Regions from separate parts of the Zea mays genome. Here region 1 is linked to region 2. Evidence: chromatin contacts called from public Hi-C data. All regions are on one chromosome and are shown on one strand. Each heading gives the region's core, a stretch centred on a gene start, on an enhancer-like site or on the middle of the called end of the contact. The rest is flanking DNA. Distances are from core to core; before and after follow the strand shown.

Region 1 (5,838 bases), core at 2,889-5,388, 260 kb before region 2:
AAAAGGAAGGACCAGGGCCCTCTTACGAGGGTTGGCCGCGCGGAGAAGGACGGGACGGCGCTCGCGTGAGGCCGCTCGCTCCCCCCCGCGTGGACGCTTGTAACCCCCTACTGCAAGCGCACCCGACCTGGGCGCGGGACAAACACGAAGGCCGCGGGATTCCACCTCTCACGCCCGTCTCCCTCCGGCTTCTTCCCCCCTTCGCGCTCCGTCTCGCGCTGACCCATCTGGGCTGGGGCACGCGGCGATAATTTACTCGTCGGTCCAGGGACCCCCCGGGTTCGAAACGCCGACAATATGAGAATCAAACTAGAGCTTAGAGCTTGATTGATCTTAGCAGTTATACCTAGATGACATTCAAGCAAGGTTCACAATATTGAAGAAATGATTCTCTCAATGTATGCTCAATAGGATGTGACTCAAGAATGGCTTGATAGGGTGAAGATAGCAAGGAAAGGGCTTCGAGAAACTAAGCGAAGGTGAAGGCCAAGCGACGGCTTGTAGACCGAGGTACCATGGCTAAGGTGAAGAAGAGAGTACTTGCACTAAGTCGATGAACTAATCAGCTATAAAGAGTTACAACATGTTGATGCATCGGTAAGGTGACTTGAAGCCATGATTTGAACTCATATATGGTGAAATGGCACAAGTCACTGGCTCGATTTGTGTTTGCTTCAAAAGGTGAGACAAAGATGTTTGTGATCCTTATGAAGCAACACCATGGAGAAATCACACTTGAGACACCAATGACTCAAGGAGTTTACCTAATTATATTTTATTTAACTTGAGTATAGGAATCGTCGTACTATCAAGGGGGATCCATAAAGAAGGTTGGTGTTGGTACTAAAGCTCAAAATCCTTGATCTAAAACTTCCATTTTACCCTTGTTAATCCTTAGTGAAAGTATATAGTACAACCTTTTTAAGTCTATCTTGGCCAAAATTGCTCTCTAGAAAATACTGGTTCAGCCGGACACTCAACCGGACACTCAACCGGTTTTTGTCTGGTGGAAACCGGTTCAACCAGTTTTAAAACCGGTTCAACCGGTTTTTGCACTGTTCACTTTTTGCTGCCAGCTTGCTGTGTCAGCCAAAAAGCTGTGCGCAGCTTTTTGAAAACCGGTTCAATCGATTTTGGGACCGGTTCAACCGGTTTTTGAGCAGAAAAGTAAAAAACGGCTAGTTTTGGAGCCCCACCTATTTATACTCACTCCTACCTCTCTCCCTCATAGAAGAGCATGACTTGGACTCCATTCCCAACCTGAGAAACACCTCCCACTCTCTCTCACACACCTCTTGCCTCTCCCATTTCAAATCTTTGGAGAGAAATCTTTGAGTGAGATTGAAGAGCTGCGATTTTGTGCTTCATCTCCAAATCCTTCTTGTTCTTCTTGATTCGAGCTTTGGTACTACATCGAGTTCTTTGTGGATTCATTACCCTTGGAGCTTCTAGCTCTTAGACGACTAGGTGTCTCTTGTGAGTCTTCAAATCTTGTGGAAGACCACAAGAAGGTTTGTATTACCCGCTCGTTTGAGCAAAGATTATTGTGTGGGCTTGACCTTTGTGGTAGGCAAAGGGAGGATTAGGGTTGAAAGAGACCCGCCTCTTTGTGGGCGCCTCAACGAGGAAGTAGGGCACCTTGGTGGTGTGACTGAACCTTGGGATAAATCTTGTATCTCTTGTGTTCTTGCTCATTGTGTTTGTTTGTGTTCTTCGTTCTCTCACCATTGCGTGGAAGATTTGTTTATATCTTTTTGGTGTGTGGATTTTGAGAAGTGCCCTTCTCAAATCTACTACCTTGAGCCCTGTGGATCATTTAGAACATCTCATTTCCAAAGTTAACTGGGTGAATTTCGAGATTAATTCAGTTTTATATCTCATTCTTTAGTTGAGCTCGTGCAAACCGGTTGAACCGGTTTTACCTAGTTCGTTTCTAGTTTTGTTGAAAAAGTTTTAACTTGCCTATTCACCCCCCCCCTCTAGGCAACTTTCAACAAGATTTTAGAGTAATTACCCCAACTAATCAAGAAAAGTAAAAGCATGAATAAGTTACTTCCATAGATATACAAAACATAATCATATGCAACCCATAATATAAACCATAACATATTAAATGTGCAAAACTTAGGAAATTAAACATGCTTAGCTGCTTGCCTGGTGCTTGAGTTGATTCCTCTAACACACTAGTTTTAGGAGGAGGCTCGTTGGTTTTGGTCTCCGAAATGTCACTCTTTAATGAATGAATGCATGAATTAGAAGGAAACATATGTGCAAATGCTCATGAGTATGAATGATGAAAGAACTTGTAAATAAATCGTCACATCAACATTATATGAAAAGAGGTGCACTCAACTAGTGAGTAATACACTTTTCATCACACATTTGCCAGCTTCAAGAGGTAATATATCCAAACATAATTCACACAAGATTGAATAGTCATTCTTATAACAACAAGGTTATTTTCACATAGCAAGGAAGCTATTTTCATGGGGTAGGTTATTTTCTTTGTTGCTAAGTATAACTATTCTTCCATTGTCCTTACTTTTAATTATTTAGAAGGCAAGTAACACACATCATGGAATGATTACTTAGCAAACAATAACAAGGTTTATTTTTAGTGGATACTACATTAAATAACTTGACAAGCAAACTAAGCTCACATTTTTAGCTCGTTTCAATTTTTTTATTAAACTATTTCGAAGCAATATAGATGAAGTAAAATTTCGTTGCCCTATCCACCGTCGAGGCTGAGTACATTGCCGCAGGACAATGTTGCGTGCAATTACTTTGGATGAGACAAACTCTAAAAGACTTTGGCTACAATCTGAGCAAAGTCCCACTCCTATGTGATAATGAGAGTGCAATCCGTTTGGCGGATAATTCTGTTGAACACAGCTGCACAAAAGCACATAGACATCCGGCATCACTTCGTAAGATACCACCAGCAAAGGGGAGATATCAATATAAGCCATGTTAGCACCGATCACCAGCTAGTCGATATCTTCACCAAGCCCTTAGATGATAGGAGGTTTTGTGAGCTACGTAGTGAGCTAAATGTCTTAGATTTACGGAACTTGGATTGATTTGTATCATACATATTTTATATGCATTTGATCATGTTAATTGTTAAAACTTATTGGACTAGAGAAGGACATATTCACCTTGACACCATGAATATTCCTTGAAACTTCCAACAAGAAAGGTGGGAAGGGAAAAGCTATCTCAAATCTTGCAATAAATTTTGTATACACATATACACAAGAGTAGACAAGGAACTTCAAATAGCCAGTGGGGGTTGGAATAGTTGGAAAGATAACTTACTCAAGTGAAAAGATTTCCAGATATTGCTCGTGCATCACATCCTTAGGATCCCATGTCGCTTCTTCCTCGGTATGGTTCTCCCACGGAATCTTCACAAGCTTTACTTTCTTTCCCTTGACATTGTTCTCGGCCTTCTCAAGAACACACAAATGTTGTTCCACATAGACAAGGCTTGGTTGAAGGTCAAGAGCATCCACTTCTACGACTTCGGTTGGCACACGAAGACACTTCTGAAGTTGCGAGACGTGAAACATACCATGGAGTCAAGGGTGTTGCTCTGCTTCTTGATCCTCCTCGAGAAAGCCACTGGCGACGTGTAGTGCAACTACACGATGTCGCTTGTGGAGATATTTTAGTGTCGTCAAGTAGAACGTCGAGCTCCAACGGTCAACGTTAAGCCCCCCTATCAGCGGCCTCAGACACATGAGGAAAAATAGGGTACAAAATTGTATTCAATCATTTTTTTCGTTTTATTAAATGACGAAATAGCATTATAGCATGTGTGACATGTTTCATAATGACATTCAGATGAAATCCATCAAAATCTATACCACTATATAATTCACTAGTTTAAACTTTACAAAAACCCATTTAACTAAATCACATGTACACCTATAACATCTACTGAATCCACCAAACAAATTGCATCCATACTTAACACACCATCAAAACCAATGATTCAAATCGCCGGGTAACTCTCTATCTTACTTAAATCTAACAAACAATATTATTTAGATCATTTATCATACATCATTCTATCCCCTTGACCCTATGGTCCTAGCCTCTCCCTCCGCGCGTCTACGCCGCCCCCTAACCTTACTCATGCCTCCATTGCCGCCAATCCCTCCTCTTACGCTGTCGTCGTCGTCGACCCTCTCCCCTCTCTAGAATCGTAACATTATTACCCGCTAATGGTTAATAATGGTGAAGTACAAAGCCAACTTCTTATAATGGGTAAAATTCTAAATTTCTGCCTTAGAAAGATAGTGGATCCAATCTTTGAAGTGGTAAACGGAGGAAGTCCAATATTAAAACTGGTAATAATTGGCAGAAATCTCATGAAATCAAAATTTACTCCTAGATGACTTGCTAATTGGTGCTAAATTCATCGAGGCACGCGAACTCAAATCAAGATCTCTTCTTATGAGTTTGCTTGGCGGAGCTCGATTCGCTGCGTCGCTGAGCCTGAGTAATCGATTCGTGCTGGGCGGTGGCGTGGTCGGAGGGATCTGAATCCTAGCGCCGTCCGTATCTGAAACCCGCGCCGGCGAGCTGCTCGGCGCCTCGGTGGCATGGGTGGCTGGAAAGCGGGGGAGAGGAGAAGCAGCGGAGATATGAACGGAGGCGGCGGCAGCAGCCGGGACGAGTTCGGGCGGGCGGTGGCGCGGGCCGCGGTGGCGCAGGCACTGCAGGCCGCGGGGTTCGATTGCGCGCACCGCTCCGCGGTGGACGCGGTCGTCGACACCGTCCTGCGCTATATCACCCACCTGGGCCGGTCTGCCGCCTTCCACGCCAACCTCGCCGGCCGCGCGCACGCTAATGAGCTAGACGTCATCCAGGCGCTCGAGGAGGTCGGCGCCGACACGTATGGTTTCGCTGGCGCGGCAACCACGGGCCACTGCCTCGTCGGCTCTGGCGTCGTCAAGGACCTCATGGCGTTTGTCCATTCCAAGGACGAGGTGCCGTTCGCGCGGCCGCTGCCTAGGTTCCCCATCCAGCGCGTGGAGCCGCAGCCTTCTGCCAGCTTCACTGTGACTGGGAGGGAGACTGGGATGAAGCACGTGCCGGAGTGGCTGCCTGCTTTCCCAGATCCGCACACCTATGTGACGACGGAGGTGTGGGTTGAGCCGCCGGCGACCAAGGACAGGGTTGACAAAGTGGAGCAGGTGCGGCAACGAAGGAAAGCTGAGAAGTCCCTGCTCAGCCTGCAGCGAAGGCTGGCTATGGCTGGTGCGGATAGGTTTCGTCCAGCTGTGGCACATGATAATGCGCTGAAGGGGAAGGAGATACAGGCAGCTGGGACGAAGAGAAATCCATTTCTTGAGCCAGCATTGTTACCTGGACAGAAGGATGTATCAGAGGTTGATATGCCTCCGGAAAAGAAGAAATTCTCTGTCCTTGAGGCATTTGCACCAGCTATTCAAGCTAGAACCATCAGGGAGATTGATGCTAGTGCTGGGTTGGATCAAAATCAAAGGAACATTGTTCCAAAAGAGAGGGCTCCAGTTCATCTTAAGATTGGATTTAGTAATAAGTCATTAGCAGCAGCTCAGAATTCAAGAGCCCTGGATCTGAGGGATGATCTTTTCTTCTTGAAAGAGGAAACAAAGGATGATAAGAAGCGGAGAGCGGGCATGATATTAAGGGCATCAATGGAGAACCCACAAGAACTTCCTCAGCTCTAAAGTTGTTTATGGAGGAAGTCTGGTACTAATAGTGGAGTCGCATCGTGTTGTTGTGATCATGGAACTTCAGTTTCTAGAATCTTGAGGTAAACATTTATCTTGTGGTAACTCA
Region 2 (6,300 bases), core at 3,611-6,110:
CTCAAGAGGAAAATACTTGGAGATATATCGGTGGAATATCTAGGCAATATTTCTGGAAAGAACTTGAAGGGGATCACTAGGGAAATATCTTGGCAGTATTTCTAGAAAGAATTTGAGGGCGTTCACTAGGGAAATATTTGTAGGATATTTTGAGGAGGATTTTGGAGAGAATATAGACCACTATATGTTATTTGCTGATATCAACTCGCAAACAAACATTTTGGAATGAAGTTTGAAATTCATTTTGAATTTAGAGCGAGTTTGAGAAAATTTCATGATTTGAATTTTTGGGATGCTACACTGCCTGCCTCGCCACGCCACGCCCGAGCCCGGCCCGGCCGGCGGCAGCGAGCGTGCGCGTGTGGCACACCCTTGTCCGTTTCTTTACTTCTCAAATTAAGTAGAATAATTCCCACCATATAAGTCAAGCCAACGACCCTTAGACTTCCAATATGGTACTATTGGTATTCTCCACCATTACACACCATAGAGTTTATTGAATAAATGGGCCAAGCCCATAAAAGATCCAACAATCCCCACCAAACTCTAGGGTTTGTAATGATGAAGTATCAGAATCACAATCCTTTGATATACCAGTGTTTCGATGGAAACTGTTAAGTTGAACATCCATCTAGAATAAGAGTTTCACTTATTCACAACTAAACAATGTGTAAATACCATCCTGCCTTACAGATAGGAAAGATGTGCATCAGAAATGAGTTAAGGAAGGGATCTTTCCTCACAACCTACTCCTAGCTTGTTTCTCCACTCTACTTCACGGGATCTCCGATCACATAGAGCAGGTTACCACTAGAGTAGATTTCACATGGGTCTCATACCCATTTCTCTCGATGCACTTTCTATCACATTGCGTGACATACCCTTAGTGAATTGATCTGCCAGATTATTCGATGTGTGGACATAATCCACCGTTATAACTCCGGAGTTTTTCAGCTTTCTGACAGATTCCAATCTCCTCTTAACATGCCTTGTAGACTTCATGTTATTCCTAGAACTGTTAACCTTTGTAATCACCGTTTGGTTGTCACAGTTCATGGAAATAGCCGGTATCGGTTTTTCAACTACCGGTAAATCCAATAGGAAATCACGAAGGCACTCGGCCTCAGCCCCAACACTGTCTAATGTTGCGAGTTATGCTTCCATTGTAGACTTCGTTAAGATAGTCTGCTTGCGAGTGTGGCACGCCACGCCACGCCCGAGCCCGGCCCGCTGGCGCCAGCGGCGGCGCGCGCGCTTGTGGCACTCCCTTGTCCGTTTCTTGACTTCTCAAATTAAGTGGAATAATTCCCACCATATAAGTCAAGCCAACGACCCTTGGACTTCTAATATGGTACTATTGGTATTCTCCACCATTATACACCATAGAGTTTATTGAATAAATGGGCCAAGCCCATAAAAGATCCAACATCCAGCTCAGTCTCCTCTCCCTATTCGACACTGCATTGTTAATGGTGTCAGGCTTTGCCGAACGTGCGTCATGGTCATGGGGGTCGCGAGAGCCCGAATTTTATACTCCCCAAGGGAGAGTCCGGCCGACGGGCCGAGCATCGATCGGTGGGAGGATCTTCCGGAATCGCGCTAACCGAATTCTGTTTGTAACAAACTCGAGGTGAATGACAATCCTGACAGGGCAGTCCCACATGGTGGTGACAGCAACGATGCAGGCGTTGAAGATACAAGCGCGCGGAGACCGACACCGCGGGCCCGCTTGTCAGCACCGCGACGAGTTCCGGGCTGGCAGGAGTTGGGTCGAATGGTGAGATGGGTCGGCTAGGAGGCAAGGAGAAGGCCCAAGTGTGCAGTGAGGTACTCTTTTTTCCTTTTTTCTATTTTATTTTCAGTTTTCTATTATTTCCTAAATTCAAATAGAGTTTTGAATTCCAGATTAAATCCTGAGTGTAAGTATCTATCTTTGATTTAGATGCACAGACAATACTTCGGCATGAGTGCAAGGTTCATTTTTAATCTATTATTAATTATCCTAGTTAAGGAAATGTTTTTAGATATGCAATTCATACATCCCAAACTAGATATTTTAAGAAAAGATTATTTCTAGTGTATAAAATACTTTAGAGAGTACTTATAAATATATATGTTTCGACAAAAGAATAACTAAATTCATATATGTATACTTTTATTAAATATTTTTTTCTCCAAAAAACCATGTTTGTTTTATAAGAAGTGTAAGAAAATCATTTTAAAGAAATTTTTAAGTCCATTTAAAAGAAACTTTTTAATTTCGGTATTTGGAGAAGTTTTCATAAATCCCAAAATTGGATTTTGAGGTGTTACAAGAACAAAACACCATCAACATTTTGCACTGGACGTTGGACATGGTAAAAGAGTATTTCTTTTCCTTTTTGCAATTTTATTATTTTGATTTTGAAGGACGCTTACGGCCACTATGAAGATGAAGTGGTCCAAAGGGTTCGAGATCTAGAAAGCGACGGATTACTACTATTGTGACGACTTGATCGATTCTATGTTCATGTTGATTTTAAGTGGAATTAAAAAACTTTTCAAAATAATTTTATAAGAAGTGTTAAAATTTTCTACGTGAGCCTTTAAAATAGAATTAAAATTTTCTTTAAAATAATTTTATAATTTTCTTACCCTTTAGACCAAAAATTTGATTTTGAGGTGTTAAAAGGGAAATATGAAGGATTTTTAAAGGAATCATATCCTACAGGAAAATTTTCTACGTGAGCCTTTGGATCACAAGATTCAATCCCATTAATTCCTTTGAAATTTCTATAGATTGCTTTCTTCCGTACAAGTTTTGGAGGAAAAATAACAAGCGGCCCAACCTCTTGTAAACTTTCCTATGATTCTTATCTATCTATTCAAGTTCATACATAGCATCCAAAGGCCATGCAAGAATTTTTTCTGCGTACTCAAATCATATAGGATTATGATTCATAACCAACTCTAATCATGTGCTTTTCTTGTTCCTGTGTTTTCATATTCTTGTGTTCCAAAGGAGGCTTTATCTTTGTAGAATTTTTATGTATTTTGTGCTCACAATGTCTTTGGGTCCTGTTTGATATGGCACCAACTCCATAGATTTTTGATTCACTCCACAACTCCAGATGGAGAGTTGGAGTTGCATGGGAGGCTAGCAATTAAAAAGAAGTTTTTACAGGTGATATGACATTCTTGCCAAGTTCAACGGGGTTAGTGGCGCGACCGCACGTGGCCAGTGATGCCGGCACACATGGCACAGTCGACGCAACGGGGCTAGGGGCACGACCATGCGTGGCCCCAGGCGGTGCAACTACGCACGACTGGTGCGTGGGAGAGCGCATGGCCGATGGTGGCTCAGGCTTGCAAGGGGACGGGTGATGGGGCCTGGGGGCGCACGATCAATGGTGGACCGAGAGCTCAAGGTCACGGACGACAGGGCAAAGAGCCTGTTTGGTTTAGCTTTTTTTCTAACCATCTTTTTCTGAGAATCTGGCTATGAAGAGAACCTAGTTGTGGGAAGAATCTAGGTATCATGGGGATTACGTGCGGATAAAGATGAAGTAGTCCAAAGGGTTCGAGATCTAGAAAGCGACGGATTACTACTATCGTGACGACTCGATCGATTCTGTGTTGTCATGTTGATTTTGAACCGTTTTTACCAAAACGATTCTTATAGAAACGGGCTGAAAAGCTAGGGCATTTGGCAGTCCGCAACAGCTTTTGATATCCAGAAGATGAAAAAAGCCCAAACAAATAGGGTCGAAGGCGGAAGCACGAGAGCGAGTAGAGGATGCTGAGAGAAAACACGATTCGATTGATAGGATACAAGGGAAAATATAAATGATTTTTTATTTGATAGCATTGATGAGTAAATACCACCGAATTGGTTTGAAGTTGAAAAACTCCATATCCAAATGAACTAGTTACATCAACTCTATCAAGTTAGTCTGCTCAAAAAAGGTGGAGTTTGGATGTTTGGCAGGTTCCACTAAATTATTGCCTAGAGATTGGTGTTGTAACCATGCTAAGCAAGTCCTTTGTGGGCACACAGGTTCGACAACATCGAGCTGCTCCCCTTTTTTCTCATCGGAGGTTTTTTATCTTTAGAACTGCTTATACCATCTCTAACAGTTCATTCAAAGTTTACTCATAAACACTATTTTGCAATGTTCTGCACTGTAGACTGCATTGTTCGCGGAGTGAAGTTTAAATATGATTATGGATGTAGGTAAGCTTATTGGAGATAGTCTTAGAGCATCTTCAACAAGGTGGCTCATCATAGTACCCTAAAAATTAAAACACTACATCATTTAAAGTGTTTAGGATACTAAAAACAAAATGCGCTCCAACAATTAAGCACTAAATCATGTATTTTTGGAAGTGAATTACATTATTTGGAAAGAAAATATTGAGAATAATGTAGAAAACAAATATAGTGCACTAGCGTGGGTGTAGTATATTTGAGTCACTTTATGAAGTGTCATATATTTTATAATAAAAATTTACAAAATAGAGTATTGTTGGAATTATTTTTTTATGAATTGTGCTTTATATCTGACACTCCTTATCTTATTCTCTATTTAAAACTTCGCTTTATAAGTAATATAGTCTACAATAAAAAAAACACTTAGCACCTATTTAGCGGTGATTGCCTCAGGAAATACTAGCAACACGGAACCACACCGAGCCTTGCATCGAGATTCACGTGCGACTAGGGTAGGGACCATTTGTGCTGTTAAATCAGGCTTGCGCTGTTGATTGGACCCGGCCCATAGTGCCCTGTAACTTGCTCGGCCCACTAGGGTTTTGGGGTGGCATATAAAAGCTGCCCTCGCGACCTAGCACCAGCCCAGCCACTCCACTCCTACCCCACACAGAAGCGGCGGCGGCGGAGCAAACGCAGGCGAAGGCGAGGGTGTGAGGGAAGGAGCACCAGCCATGGTGCACGTCAACTTCTACCGCAACTGTAAGCTCGCGCCGATGATCCCCTCCACCACTCCTCTGTTCGTTGCGCTTCGTTTCCTTTCATTTTCGTTGCGGAGGCGCCATGATCTGGTGCCGAATGGGATGCGCATAGTCCTAGTTCGTCGAGTTCTTGGCTAGTCGGCCTTACCTGACCATGGCAGGGCCTATTGAAGGCTCTCGTTGGGAGCACCAATGTTTTGTCTCGGTTTGTGTTCCCATCAGTGCCGTAGTTGCGAGGCGAGGTGAATGGTTCTTACGCCGCGACATGGAGATCGGTGGATTTAGCATGTCCACTGCTCTTGGTGGCAGTCGATCTGAGGTTTTGTAGGGCGTTGGTCGGAATCCGGCTCATGTGAAGTGATTATAAGTGGTGGCTAGCGTTGTTCTGGGATGAGCGAGCCTAATCCTCTCGTTTGCCCATGCGAAATAAACATGTTATGGATGAACATTTTGTTTGTGTAAACCCATCAGAAATTTATGTGACTATTATCTATAGGTTTTTGGCACTATGTTGTGTTTGTTTGACAAATAATTAAATTATACGGGTCATGTCACCTATTCTTTAGTATGGTCCATGCTGCAGTCGGTATTTCCATGTCAAAGTTATGCATTCTATGTTGCCTGCATTTTGTAGCTTGTTTGATCAAATGGTTACTTAATGCTCTTTTATCTTTTTATTGTGGTTAAAAAGGATATCTGGCCACTAGCTGTACATTTAGTTTCTAGTTTTTGCGCTTATGCTTTTTAACGTTTCTTAAATACCCCTAGTTATGTTTATGGTAAATTATGGTAAATGACTTCATGCAGATGGTAAGACGTTCAAGAAACCAAGGCGTCCTTATGAGAAGGAGCGTCTTGATGCTGAACTGAAGCTGGTTGGTGAGTATGGGCTGAGGTGCAAGCGTGAGCTTTGGAGGGTCCAGTATGCACTGAGCAGGATCCGTAATGCTGCAAGGCACTTGCTCACCCTTGACGAGAAGAACCCCCGTCGTATCTTTGAGGGTGAGGCACTTCTTCGCCGCATGAACCGCTATGGGCTGCTTGCTGAGGGTCAGAACAAGCTTGATTATGTTCTTGCCCTCACCGCTGAGAACTTCCTCGCAAGGCGGCTTCAAACACTTGTCTTCAAGGCTGGCATGGCCAAGTCCATTCACCATGCTCGTGTCTTGATCAAGCAGCGTCACATCAGGTACGCTTACATGGCTGCTTGTAGTACGCTTGCTCTTGGTATTGTTTATTTAAAAACCTCCATTTCAATGGAAGCGCCTGATATGAGCATGGAGTATTAATGATGCTGCCTATGTTGTAATAAATGAATTGTCAGTGATTACTTGCATGTCTTGTGAAACA

The links. A called contact is a pair of places that touch in the nucleus more often than the background predicts.
Region 1: a contact with region 2 is called in a Hi-C map of tassel, with 1.8 times the contacts expected there. The contact joins the promoter of LOC103650604 here to the promoter of LOC100282862 in region 2. A contact is called at or near these places in 2 of 25 Hi-C or Micro-C datasets (ear and tassel).

What each region holds. Positions count from the first base shown.
Region 1 is chr3:137,479,686-137,485,523 of Zm-B73-REFERENCE-NAM-5.0, reverse strand. LOC103650604 (transcription initiation factor TFIID subunit 8) reads left to right here and starts at 4,138. Exons shown (of 2, transcript XM_008676175.4): 1 at 4,138-5,812. The coding sequence starts at 4,614. The coding sequence ends at 5,726.
Region 2 is chr3:137,223,763-137,230,062 of Zm-B73-REFERENCE-NAM-5.0, reverse strand. LOC100282862 (40S ribosomal protein S9) reads left to right here and starts at 4,860. Exons shown (of 3, transcript NM_001291601.2): 1 at 4,860-4,951; 2 at 5,758-6,139. The coding sequence starts at 4,924.